Regions from separate parts of the Xenopus laevis genome. Here region 1 is linked to region 2. A link is a contact called in public Hi-C data. All regions are on one chromosome and are shown on one strand. Each heading gives the region's core, a stretch centred on a gene start, on an enhancer-like site or on the middle of the called end of the contact. The rest is flanking DNA. Distances are from core to core; before and after follow the strand shown. Region 1 has its middle 96 kb from the start of peli2.L. Region 2 has its middle 56 kb from the start of tmem260.L.

What was found. Hi-C and Micro-C count contacts between places; a contact is called where the count stands out from the background.
Region 1: a Hi-C map of the XTC cell line shows a contact between it and region 2, with 4 times the contacts expected there. The contact joins two enhancer-like sites. A contact is called at or near these places in 2 of 4 Hi-C or Micro-C datasets (the XL177 cell line and the XTC cell line).

Annotation. Positions count from the first base shown.
Region 1 is chr8L:96,149,166-96,152,691 of Xenopus_laevis_v10.1, reverse strand. No RefSeq gene overlaps it. Among protein-coding and RNA genes, the nearest start is that of peli2.L, 96 kb to the right of the region's middle. Within about 2 kb of position 2,226, at least 1 of the 7 cell types and tissues checked has an H3K27ac peak or open chromatin away from gene starts, as enhancers often do.
Region 2 is chr8L:95,986,514-95,990,239 of Xenopus_laevis_v10.1, reverse strand. No RefSeq gene overlaps it. Among protein-coding and RNA genes, the nearest start is that of tmem260.L, 56 kb to the right of the region's middle. Within about 2 kb of position 1,754, at least 2 of the 7 cell types and tissues checked have an H3K27ac peak or open chromatin away from gene starts, as enhancers often do.

The sequences.
Region 1 (3,526 bases), core at 977-3,476, 160 kb before region 2:
ACTGCATAATCAGAATAGAAACAGATAATTACTACATGTGAGTTTAGAAACCAGTGAAATTAGCACCGGAATTTAATTATCAGACGTGTAGCATCACCTTATATTAAAGACAAACCTCATTTTCTGTTTGTAAATTTGCAATGACCCTAAGCTTAGCTTCTCAACAGAGCCCACGGAGCATGTGAGTGTCGCAGACACTTTCAACGATGGTGACCCCCAGTGACAAGTTTAAAGTTCTGGATCATTGCTGCTATTGAGATGCTGAAAGTTAAGGTTGGTACAGTTCAGTATATAAAATATGACATTTATAACCATTTTAATTTTTAGGGTTTAGTGCTCTTTTAAGGCCAGGGCAAGACAAAGGCAGTTCTCCGCCCTTCGTTTCTATGCAGACGGAGAATTCACTGCCCTGCTGCTCTTCCGCTCCTGATCTGCCTGCACCTGAAAGCATTGTTTCCGCTCAGGTGCAAGCAGACGCAGTAAGATTTTGAGCCGAAACGCAACATTTTGCACTGAAATTCGCCCTGTGCCTTCAGAACAAGGGGAGCAGCAGGGTCATGGATTCTCTGCCTGTGAAGAATCCACAAATATATTACAATCCCTGTTTTGTTTAAAGGTGAAGGCATTATTAAGTAGCTTAAGGCACAAAATGTCTCAGTGTCCTTCATGTATTTATAATGGGTTGAGTGCAGAGGACCTCTTGTATTTGTAGATGTTATGTTTCAAGACAAATTCCATAGTACCAGAGTAAAAATTCCTAAGGATCACTGGAGAGACTCTAGTCTCTTATTCTTTACTCTTCTTATATCTGGTATGACCCACTGTATTTAGTGTTTTGCCATATGCAACTTGCATGAATTTCCATTCAGCATTAGATCAAGAAATATACAACATTTCATAATAATATGGGTGAGACTTCAGCTGCAACAACAATGGGTTGTAGCAATAGGGGTAGGTGATCCAACTGCAAACACAATAATACTGGTTTTGTAACAATAGGGTTTTGGAAACACGGCTACAAAAAAAACAACAATGGTTGTAAATGGGTAGTAGACCCATCTGCAAACCAAGGAATAATGAGTTATAACAATAGGGCCAGGATACCCAACTGCAAATACAACAACAATGGGTTGTTGCAAGAGGGGTACAAGGCACAACTGCAAATGCAACAATAATGGGTTGTAACAATAGGCTTAGGACATGCAATTGCAAACACAACAATAATGGATTGTAACAAAAGGGGTATTAGACATAACTGCAAATGCAACAATAATGGGGTAGCAGACCCAACTTAAACCCAACTATAGTGGGTTATAACAACCAGAGTAGCAGACCCAACTGCAAATACAACAATATAGGTTGTAAAAATAGACATGAGACCCAACTGCAGACCCAACAATAATGGGTTGTATCAATGGACGCAACTGCAAACAATAATCGGTTGAAACAATAGTAAAAGACCAAACTGCTGCTGGTTGCCCAAGGCTGTGGATGATCTAGTGGCCACTGACTGATTTGTTGTTTTCAGCAGATATCTGTGTTCAGCAGCACTGAACCACGGGGTACTCAAAACTGGATAATGTATCTCTGCCAGGGAACAAGCTTGACCAGACACACTAAGATCTTCACAATTGGCAAGGTCACGAAACCACCAACATTCTGGGCCAAATTGAGCTGATTCAATCGCATGGCTCTGAGGCCAATTATCAGATGACAATGGATGCCTAAGCAGGTCCATTGGGAGAGGACAGGATCAATGTGCTGATATGGTCACCACTGGATGGAATGTTTTAGCCTGCTGAGCAAAATTTGTTGAGTTTGGCAAGTTCTTACCCAATTACACTGCATTCTGGATAAAAGGTCCCATACCTATACAATTTTGGTGTTTCTTGAAAAAAAACCACCGCTATATAAAAACATCTTTACTGTTACATTAACACATAGACAAAGGTTTAATTTCACATGGTTATAAACACGCCCTTTTGAAAAACAATTTTAATAGGATTGTTGCATTCCTACAGTATTTACAGCTAAATATATTAGTATTGTATTAGATTACAATACACAGTTAACCAAATACCACCCAATGAACTACAATTGTGGTGCTAAAATCCTGACATGCAAGATGCGTGAGTATATTCCAGTGGAATGTTACAGGCTACTGTCATTGCATTTTTGCTCCCAGCATTGAATTACTCACATTACAGACTCTATTACTGAAGCAGAAGTATTTCAACTTTCCTACTTGTGACAGTCACGCTGCCTGGGAAACTGAATGGAATGTGTTACACGTTTTTACACTTGGGTAGGGTTGCTGCATGTACAGTGAATAGTCATACCTGAAATCTACTCTGCTAAATATTATGTCCTACCCCTCTTGCCACTCGCTTCCTTTATCCCTTCTTAGTTATTATACCATTCTGCTTTCCTCTTCGGCACTGCCTTATTATTATTATTTTCCTTTCCCATCACGTCTTTCCTTATTTTCTTTTTTACCCTGTCAGGATGTTTCAGTGACTCCATAGTCCTTTCCATCCCCTGCCTCTTGTCCTGTGCCAGGCGTATGCAGCGTGAAGCATTTGGTTGCAAGAAATGTATGTTCATGATACACTTAGGGGCAGATTTATCAAGGGTCAAAGTGAATCGAGGGAATTTTTGAAGTTAAAAAATTCGAAATTCTCAGTAATTTATTGAATACTTCGACCATCGAATAGGTTACTACGACTTCGAATTTACTTCGACTTCGATTCGAAGTTAAAATCATTCGACTATTCGACCATTCGATAATCTAAGTACTGTCTCTTTAAAAAAACTTCGACTTCAATACTTCGCCTACTTAAACCTGCCGAAGTGCTATGTTAGCCTATGAGGACCTTCCAGAGCAATTTTCTACGTTTTTTATATTCGAAGGAAAATCGTACGATAAAATCGTTCGAATCGTACGATTCGAAGTACAATCAGAGTACGATCGTACTATGATCAGAATACGATTGTACGATGAATAAAATCCTTAGACTTCGAATTCGAATGTCGGAGGATTCTATTCGATGGTCGAATTTCGAAGTATTTTCCACTTCTCTTTAAAAAAACTTCGACTTCAATACTTCGCCTACTTAAACCTGCCGAAGTGCTATGTTAGCCTATGAGGACCTTCCAGAGCAATTTTCTACGTTTTTTATATTCGAAGGAAAATCGTACGATAAAATCGTTCGAATCGTACGATTCGAAGTACAATCAGAGTACGATCGTACTATGGTCAGAATACGATTGTACGATGAATAAAATCCTTAGACTTCGAATTCGAATGTCGGAGGATTCTATTCGATGGTCGAATTTCGAAGTATTTTCCACTTCGAAATTCGACCCTTGATAAATCTGCCCCTTACAGTGATTTCAAGTCTAAAATTAGATACTTTTTAGCTTCGGCTTATATTTACTGAATTTGCTCACATAATAATAACACACATTTTTCTGTTTTCAGAAACAAAGAAAGACGATGCCAGCTCTTAGTCTGATCCACATTGTA
Region 2 (3,726 bases), core at 505-3,004:
CACCCCCCTCCCTTTTTCCCCCCAGCAGCTAAACAAAAGAACAATGGGAAGGTAACCAGATAGCAGCTCCCTAACACAAGATAACAGCTGCCTGGTAGATCTAAGAACAGCACTCAATAGTAAAAACCCATGTCCCACTGAGACACATTCAGTTACATTGAGAAGGAAAAACAGCAGCCTGCCAGAAAGCATTTCTCTCCTGAAGTGCAGGCACACGTCACATGACTTGGGGCAGCTGGGAAATTGACAAAATGTCTAGCCCCATGTCAGATTTTAAAATTAAATATAACAAAATCTGTTTGCTCTTTTGAGAAATGGATTTCAGTGCAGAATTCTGCTGGAGCAGCACTATTAACTGATTCATTTTGAAAAAAAAAAATTTTCCCATGACAGTATCCCTTTAAGGCCTCCTCACCATCCGCCCACAACCCTCCTCTAGCCACCTCCCTCCCTGATTTGACCAGCGAGTCCCTGGTATCCTTGCATCGTCAGGGCGGGGAGAGACCACGAAGCGCAGAGTGGCAAGCAGGTAGGAGCGGATCTGGGCTGGCGGGGCCCACTGGGTTTTTTCCCAGTGTCCCGACGGTCCAGTCCGACCCTGACAATGGCAGGAGGGCCACAGGCTGCAAAGTATTTAACAAGTTTACAGAATATAACTTGAAATTATATCTACGATTTGTTCCAAAGGGACAATGTAATGCTGGGTGTCCTTGCAAATTTCACGTCTTCCCTACCTTATAATTGTCCCCCAATAATAGCACAGCTAGGGAGAAGTCAAACTCATTGCCTGTATTATACATAGTGAATAAAGTACCCCCTCCAGTAAAATATAAGGATATTATAAGTTACAGAGGAGTTCCAAGACCATATAAAATCATGAGGCTGAGTGTTTTTATACAGGTCATGGAACTCTGAGGTGATTTCTAATATCCTCATATTTTACAACAGGGGGTACTTTATTTATTATAATACACAGGTCATGTGGCATCACTAAGCTCTGATTATAACCGATGACATCACTAAGCACCATTTATAAGGATACCATTTACAGGATATTCATGGCTTTTGTGTATTATATACATATATATTCAATGTATATGGACCTGTATATTAATGGCAGCATAGACAGGGTCAACTTTTAGAAACCTTCAGTGGAGACTCTGAGCGGAACACAAAGCAAATGAAAAAGGCTCCCAGAAAAGAAGCAAGGAGCTACTCCGATTTCTTGCCATAACAATACATAAAGAAGTCAACATAAAGATTATAGAAGGTGCTCAGCTGGATGGGGAAGATTTGGAGATACCTGCACTAAAAGGAGAATTAAAGGAACAGTAACACCAAAAAATGTAAGTGTTTTAAAGTAATGAAATATCATGTACTGTTGCCCTGCACTGGTAAAACTGATCGGTTTGCATCAGAAACACTACTATAGTTCATATAAACAAGCTGCTGTGGAGCAATGGCGGAAATTGAAACTACACAGCAGCTTATTTATATAAACAATAGTAGAGTTTCTGACCCAAACACATCAGTTTTACCAGTGCAGGGCAACACTGCATTATATTTTCATTACTTTAAAACACTTTTATTTTTTGATGTTACTGTTCCTTTAACCTTGGAGTGCTCCCACAACCCCTGTTTTTTCTATTAAGCTTTAGTCCACCTTTAACTTTTAGGTCCCCTTGCTGTATACTGTAAGTCTCCAAGCTGCTCCTGCAATGCGCCCCCCTCGCTAACCCCCCCCCCCCCAGTGCTTACCTTTCCTGCCCCACAGGGGTCCAGGAGGGCCACAATGCTAATGCAGAGAGCACAATTGTTCTCTCTTATACTAGAATAACTGAATTTCCGGTTTAAAAACTGGAAATTCAGCTCTGAAAGTTACAAGGAGTGGCTTTTTGCTGCCCCTGGTAACTAGTTAGAGTCTTTCAACTGGTCTCATTAGCACAGTGCTCTTAATTTTCTAACAATAGGTAATTAAAATTAGGTTCCTAAATGGTGCTTGGGACAGGTGTGTAAAATTGATTCCAAAACTTAATTAGAGTCTCCTAAGAAAAAGGTTAAGGAATACATTATTAATACATGTGCCAACAGCTGGAAAATATAGTGAACATATAGTGAAAAGCATATTGTGCTGTTCCGATGCACTCCACGACGTTTCTGACGCATGCTCTACCAGTTCTGGTGCCCTGCCCCAAATGCATGTGCAAAGCCATTTAAAGGATGCCAGGCGCAGCAATTCCTTTCTAAATGATCTTTTGTCTGAGCTGAATTACTAAGCCTGTTTCTTTGTATGATCTTCTGGTAGCTGATCCTGCCTGTCTGACCAAACTTCCACAGCCTGCCTGTTGCTGGCCTTTCTGTGGGCTTCGGGCCGGCCCGCACATCACTACCCTGTTCCCATTCTCACTGACTGACTCTCACGTAGTTAAATCTGTAGGGAGGAGAGTCAGGTCCGGACTGAGAATCAAAATAGGCCCTGGCATTTCAGGTACACAGAGGCCCAAACAGCCCCCACCAGCCCACTAAATACTGACTTTCTATGGCACCTTATAGCAGCCCCTCTGGCATTTGCCAGAACCCACAGATTGCCAGTCTGGGCCTGGGAGGAGTCCATTGCCTCTTATGGTTCTGCTCTCCGTGACATTGCCCCCCAAGAGCTGCAATGTCACTCACAAAATCACATAAATTAAAGTGGGGAATCATCAACGTAACCCCTTGATATAATTAATGCCATTGCAGCATATTCAGCTAAGTCTCAACAATAAAAGATGAAAATTAATTATTTCAATAAGGAGAGTCACTCGAGGAACCATTTGATACAAATGCAAGTGTTTGAAGTAAATTGATTTAAAGGAAAAGTAAAGATGAACATAGAAGTAGGCTAGAAATGCTGCACATTATGTTTTGGGCTTCTGTACCAGCCCAAGGCAACCACAACAATGCAGATATGTGCCTCCAAAGATGCCCCAGTAGCTCCCCATCTTATTTTCTGCTGGTTCACTGCACATGCTCTGTTGTTGTCACTTACCTGAGCTTAAGGAATGACACACATGATACTGTGTTTATAGCATATAAATCTTACACTACAAGGCTGATTAGTATTAAACTCAGATGTGAACCTCATTTATTTTTTGCTTCATTATTTGCAACATCCCCTAAGCTTAGCTTCTCAACAGCTGCTCAGAGCCCACTGGTGGCCCCTCTGGTGGCACAACTTTGAAGACCTAAATCACTATTGTTATAAAGATTCTAAAACTTTAGGATGGTGCAATAAGTTCAGAATGTAAACGTTTGCATTTCTACCCACATTTGTTTTTAGGGTTTAAAGGTGGCCGACAGACCGAGTCGGCAGCTTATTGGCCCGTGTATGGGGGCCCCCGATGGGCTTCCCCGATCGAGATCTGGCCGAAAGTCGGCCAGATCTCGATCGGATGGGACTAAAAATACCGTCGGATCGCGGCCGCATCTGTTCATTGATGCGGTCCCGCGATCCGACCGCCCATTCGCGTTCGCTAGGATCCGATCGTTGGGCCCTAGGGCCCTCGATCGGATCAGCCCGATATTGCCCACCTCAAGGTAAACAGTACATTGTACATGATCCTAACTAAGATATAATTAATCATTATTGGAAGCAAAACCAGCCTATTGCGTTTATTAAATATTTAAAAGATTTTTTTAAGTAAACTTAAAGTATGAAGATCCAAATTACAGATATGTCTGTTATCC